Linked DNA regions of Rattus norvegicus: region 2 is linked to region 1. Evidence: chromatin contacts called from public Hi-C data. All regions are on one chromosome and are shown on one strand. Each heading gives the region's core, a stretch centred on a gene start, on an enhancer-like site or on the middle of the called end of the contact. The rest is flanking DNA. Distances are from core to core; before and after follow the strand shown. Region 1 has its middle 24 kb from the start of Ccnq. Region 2 holds the start of Lyrm9l1 (LYR motif containing 9 like 1).

What was found. A called contact is a pair of places that touch in the nucleus more often than the background predicts.
Region 2: a Hi-C map of prefrontal cortex shows a contact between it and region 1, with 2.0 times the contacts expected there. The contact joins the promoter of Lyrm9l1 here to the enhancer-like site in region 1. A contact is called at or near these places in 2 of 12 Hi-C or Micro-C datasets (Schwann cells and prefrontal cortex).

The regions. Positions count from the first base shown.
Region 1 is chr10:64,168,250-64,171,359 of GRCr8, forward strand. No RefSeq gene overlaps it. Among named protein-coding and RNA genes, the nearest start is that of Ccnq, 24 kb to the left of the region's middle. Within about 2 kb of position 1,687, at least 13 of the 93 cell types and tissues checked have an H3K27ac peak or open chromatin away from gene starts, as enhancers often do. A contact at or near this core is called in prefrontal cortex, where this site is marked.
Region 2 is chr10:64,223,802-64,226,911 of GRCr8, forward strand. It overlaps Lyrm9l1 (LYR motif containing 9 like 1), which reads right to left and starts at 1,673. Exons shown (of 2, transcript XM_039087352.1): 1 at 725-1,673; 2 at 1-288. The coding sequence starts at 746. Lyrm9 (LYR motif containing 9) reads left to right here. Exons shown (of 4, transcript NM_001173471.1): 1 at 1-9.

The DNA of each region.
Region 1 (3,110 bases), core at 437-2,936:
ATCTGCTAGGGTGCCAAGAAATGGAAGATTTTCAGAAAAATCAGTAGTATTGTAAATAGGGTCTGTTAATAAATGTGAGGGGAGCCTGGTTTAGCGGCACACACCTTTAATCCCAGTACTTGGGAGGCAGAGGTAGGTGGATCTCTGAGTTCAAGGTTGGCCTGTCTACAGAGTGCGTTCCAGGACAGCCCAGGGTTACCCAGAGAAACCCTGTCTTGAGAAAAAACAAACAACAAAAAAAAGTGTTAGTGAGGAGTGGTACTCAGTACCCTACTAGCAAGTGCTAAAGACTTTACTGTGGTTTCATTCCAGAGTCATGATCAAAGCAGTAAGAGCCTGGAACCTCGGCCTGGGGAGATAGATGACTCATTGCTTTGCCCTCTGGTTATCGTGCTGGACCCTGTCCTATTTATTGTACAGTATATATAGCATCACCAGACAGGGCTGGAAATTGTTTGCCAGGAGAACCTATTCCAGGGTAGGTGAAAGCCAGAAAGACAAGCAGTCACTGATGCCAGTGTTGATAATCAATCCTACAAAATAGGGTTTTTTCCTAGAGACTGTTTCTATGCCTCCTTCCCGTCTGCCTTTCTCTCGTGTTCTTGTCTCTTCTCCCATATACCGGAGTATCTAGCAGCAAAGCATATACACGGTACAAGCCACTCAGAGACATCTAAAACCGGCCATTGTTAATTAGCTTATGTATGTATTTGTTCAGGCTGACGGGTTTTTGTTTTGTTTTGTTTTGTGGTGGTAGAAACAATTGGGCGTATCTGTTTATTTCTTTGAAACAGGGTTTCTCTACGAAGCCCTGGCCAACCTAGAACTCACTATGTAGACCAAACTGGCCTAGAACTCACAGAGACCCGCCTGCCTCTGCTTCCTAAAACGCTGGGATTAAAGGCATGCCAGGCAACAATTTGAGTTTTATGTGTTTTTAATGTTTATTTCTTTTGTGTATATAAGCAGTGAGTGTGATCAGAGAGCAGCTGTGGAACTTGTACACTCCTTCCTCGATGTGGGCTGCAAGTAGAACTCTGGTCTCTAGGGCTGGCAGTAAATGCCCTTAGCCACTGTAAAGCCTGTCTAATTTTGAGACGGCCTTGTTATAGAAACTTTGGTGGGCCTGGGATTCTGTATGTAGCCCAACTTGATCTGCCTCTGGAGCTCTGGGATCACAGGGATGGGTCGCCATCTGTTATTTTAGACACAAACGTGCACATAAACACCCTTTTAGCCACGGACATTAGCCTAGGTCCTTTACAAGGAAGATGTCTGGCCTGAGCGAATATGCACCACAAGGTATTACAAGGCTTTATTACCACACAGGTCCCTCCAGCCCGACTTGACCCAGTCTGGGCATCTTACATTTCTTCCTATTTTTTTTTTCCCTCTCTCATTGGGGCTTTGTGTTGGACAAAATGTGCCAGTTAGGCTGGCTCTGTTTTCGGGCGATGACAGGCAAAGGCTGGTGCCTCTCACATGACTCTGGGCTGTTGGGGGTGGAGGCGGTGGTGGCTGTTGCTGCTTTAGGTGTCACCTGGGTGGGTGCTGTGGTGCTGAGACACGTGGATTCTTTCACACGCCATGCGCTCGTGAAGGCGGTTCGTGCTAAGAGGTGTTTGTTTCTTTGCCTTGCAAGCTGTTGGATGCCTTCTCCCTGCAAGGCTGATTCCCCAGCATGCATCCTGCTAAACACAGCCTTAGGTGCCTCCCTTCCAACCAAGGCTGTCTCAGGGGGCTCTTACTCTCTCAGTTCTGCGTCTCTTGTCTCTCCGGAAGCAGGCAGGCAGGCTGCGGTGGCTTCTCTGATAGGGCTGCTGCGAGTCAGGGAGGCAGGAAGCGCCTGAAGGCAGAAGATCATCTGTTAGGGTAGGAGCTGCTGGCTCTAGGGACCAGAAGGGTAACCAGAAGGCACCTCCAGTGAACTCTCTCCATGTCCCAGGCCACATGTGCTTGAAGCCCTGGTGGCACCACCCTAGTTCACAGGACCTATGACTCGGGTGGTTACAGGGGAGGTTGGTAATCTGAGGAGAGTGGAGAAGCCAGAGACTATTCTCAAAGTCTGTTCCATAGACCATTGCTGCCATTGGACATGCAATGGCCAGTGTCTCAGGGTGAGCAGCCACAACAAGCTTGCCCATGTTCCTGCTTCAGGTTTATAGAAGGGACTGGAATTAAACAAACCCAAGAAACAATGAATTCATAATTTCTGTAGTGACAGATCTCAGATCCATACTTTACTGGAGAACACTGTAAATTCTTGGACAGGTATCCAGCCTTTTGACATTGAGACTCAGAGATGTTATCTACAAAGTTCACACTTAAAAAAAAATGGTGCCATCGAGTTATCAAGAAAGAAATAATAGGGCTGGAGAGATGGCGCAGTGGTTAAGAGCACTGACTGCTCTTCCAGAGGTGCTGAGTTCAAATCCCAGCAACCACATGGTGGTTCACAACCATCTGCAATGAGATCTGATGCCCTCTTCTGGTGTATCTGAGGACAGCTACAGTGTAGTTATATATAATAAATAAATACATATTTAAAAAAAAAGAAATAATAAAGTCTCATGGGCTGGAGAGATGGCTCAGCAGTTGTGAGCACTGCCTGTTCTTACAGAGAACCCAGGTTCAATTTCCAGCACCTAAATGGTAGCTCTCACCTGTCTACAACTCCAGTTCCAGGATTTCTGACATCCTCACACAGACATTCATGTAGGCAAAACACTAAGGAACCTATAAAAAGATAAACTCTACACAAAATTATTTAAATTAAGTTTGTTTGGTGTGTGTGTGTGTGAGTGTGTGTGTGAATGTGTGTGTGAGTGTGTGTGTGAGTGTGTGTGAGTGTGTGTGAGAGTGTGTGTGTTTGTTGTGAGTGTGTGTGAGAGTGTGTGTGTGTGAGTGTGTGCGTGTGAGTGTGTGAGAGTGTGTGAGACTGTGTATGCGTGTGTGTGAGAGTGTGTGTGAGTGTGTGTTTGTGTGAGTGTGTGAGAGTGTGTAAGTGTGTTTGTGACTGTGTGAGTGTTTGTGTGAATGTGTGTGTGAGTGTGTGTGTGAGTGTGTGTGTGAGTGTGAGTGTGTGTGTGTGTGTGTTGTGTGTTCAGATA
Region 2 (3,110 bases), core at 423-2,922, 56 kb after region 1:
GGAAGGCGGGTGAGCCACGCTGCGCGGGCCCTTGGGCGGAGACAAGGGGGGCGGCGGGGGCGGGCTGGGGATTACCGAGGCTTCCTGCAGTGCTGGGATCGGTGGAAGCCCTGGGGGCGATCTGCGGGCGCTCCAGGCTTTCCCCGAGAGCCGGCGACACCTGTCGCAGCCATAGTTGCAGTGCCGCGGAGGAGCGTGGGAGGCCGGGATGCGGTGTCGGAGGACGCCGGGAACTAGGTCTCCGCCATGTGCTGCTGGCATCTGCACTCGGCCGGGGCAGCCTCAGTTCTATGGTTTTCAAAGAGGAGACGTGCAGGAACATCCTGTTACTGGAATAATTTTGGTCTTTGCAATATATAACCCAATCTGACCTTGAACTCTTTTTTTAAAAAAAATATTTATTTATTTATTATGTACATCCATACAGCTTTCTGTCTGCATGTGTGCCTGCAGGCCAGAAGATGACCCCAGATCTCATTATAGATGGTTGTGAGCCACCATGTGGTTGCTGGGAATTGAACTCAGGACCTTTGGAAGAGCAGTCAGTGCTCTTAACCGCTGAGCCAACTCTCCAGCCCCGACCTTGAACTCTTAATCCTCCTGCCTCAACCTCCCAGAAATACTGGGATTCCCGGCCAGTGCTAAATTGCACACGTTTAATAACCTTTAGAATGTGCGTGCGCAGGTGTGCATCCACCGCCACTGTCTATTTTAGGACATTTACCTTCAAAGAGAACCATCTCCATTAGCTGGCAACACTCCTCTCCAGTGTCTTCCCTTTTCTCTGCACTAGGCAATCACTTAGCCGCTTTCCATAGATGTTGTTAGTTCTGAACATTTCACAGAAATAGAACTAATCATATGTAGCTCTGGTTATTTCCTGCGTCTTACATGCCTCCTTAAAGGCTCACACGTGGTAGCATATGTAAGCGCTTCATTCTCTTTATTACAGAATAATTTTCCGAGGTCTGCCTGGATCAGATTTTATCTTTCTATGCACCCAGTGATGCCCCCTGGGACTCATTTGAAGTCCTTACTATTACATACCTGTCTTCTGGGTATAAGATAATAGGGGCCAAAGAAAGAGAAGGATAAAGTGTGAAATATCCTTGGGTGGCACGTGGGAATTGGCCAGGAAGAGACTGATTAGTTTAGCTGCTCATCGGGAGCTAGGAACAGCCCAGTGGTAAAAAGGTTGTCAGGCACGGTCAAGCCCCAGGATTCATTTCCAGCATCCTCACCTCCCACAGGGGTGGACGCAAAGCTGGGACTGAAGGGTGTGCCAGTAGGAATGTAGGGAGGCTGGGCTGACCTTGGCTATGTGGGAGAGGGACGAGGGGAGGCAGGATTGTTGGAAGAACATAAATATGCCAGATGGAGCCCTAGGGTGGGCGGGGGCAGGGAGCAAACCATTCCTATTTTCAACTTTCTCCATCATGAAGATTAATTGCATATTTAAAAAATGGCTGGTGCAGGCTTAAATTTAGCTTTTATCAGCACTCAATTGGGTGTAATTTTCGGGTTATTTTCTGCAGTTCCATTACTTTTTTAAATGTATGAGTCTTTTTCCAATTATTTTTAGGTGACCCATGTTAGGACACAGGTGAGTGGTGAGAGCATTGAGCTTACCTGTCACTGAGTTCTTTCTTAGCACCGTGCCAGCCATGTCACCTGGCACCCAGGAAGTTCCCTTTAGCCTCCCTCACCCCCCAATAGGTCATGTTCTTTAAATTTTGTACGTCCATTTTGTTTCAGTTTTGAGACAGGATCCTGGATAGCCCAGGCTGACCTTGTTATGTAGCTTAGACTGAACCTTGAACTCCCAGGCTTCCTGTTTCTACCTCCTGAGTGCTTTTTCAGGGAGCTGTCACCAGACCCATTCAGTTTTGTGAGTGGGTGTAATGAGTGTGCGTTGTCAGGTGTGGATGTCAGAGGACAACTTTTGGGAATTGGTACTCTCCTGCCACCTTGTGGGATCCAGGTGCTTGAACTCAGATTGTAAGGCCTGTGTCTAAGTCATCCTATCTCTGTAAGATTGTGTGTGTGTGTGTGTGTGTGTGTGTGTAATTGACATTAGTCTGATTTCTTTTCCATCTATGTTTGAGAGAGTGCTACAATGCCATTGTATTTCTGAAAGGTCTGGAACAAAGATTTGTGGCTAAGTTGTGAATAATGGTCAAGTAAGCTTATCAGTGACTGAGGCTGTTTTTGCATAGGCCCAGGAGAGTTCTTTTTGGATGGGGTATTTTGTTTTAGTTCTGGGAACTTAATTCAGGGATTCACACATGTTTGGGAGTTGCTCTTAACACTGGGTTACACCCCTGTCCCAACCTTAGCATTCTTAGATATACCCGTTTAGCAGATGTCAGGGATGCAAGTAAGATTGTGAGCTTCTGAATCAAAGAGACTTATGGTTAGTTCCCTGCCTAACTGTCCACAGCTATTTGGCCACTGACAAATCAAAGCTTCTCTGAGCCTTGCTTTCTTTATCTAAAATGGGGCCAACAATACCTTCTATAATATTTTGTTTAATGAGGTAATATGTGAAAAGCTGTCATAATGAACTAATTAGCCTCTGGGTGATGAGGTGATCAAATATGACATCAGCTTTGTAGAAGATTCTGGATAAATAAGGTGTTGGTCTTCTTAGTGGTCCCCAGACCCTGTACACTCAGATGCTTGGGAAGATGTTAGTTACATGGATGAACTATGCTAAGGATAGTCCAGACCAATTCTCTTTGTCTTGGTGTGTGATTGTTTCTGTGCTTTCATTAAAGAGAGATGACTTAAATAAGTCAGGCATCGAAGAGATTGTGTGGCCAACTGGGACTCTGTATTAGATAGTACAAGATGGGGACGCCAACTTAATAATAGTTTATGGAGAAAGGTACTTTGAAGTGGATGCAGGGTCACGAAGGTCTGAGCAGAGAATGCAGTCTGGGCTGCATTCCTTGAATTCTCAGGTCAGGGGAGTTGACAGGGTCATTGTTCATGGAACTGGTCCGAACACAATCAATCCGCTGTTTCTCACACTCTCACACTCTCGGTGTACCTGAGCGTGGAGGGGAGGGAGGCGGGATGAGGGGGAGTGGGGAGGATGAGAAGCTCGG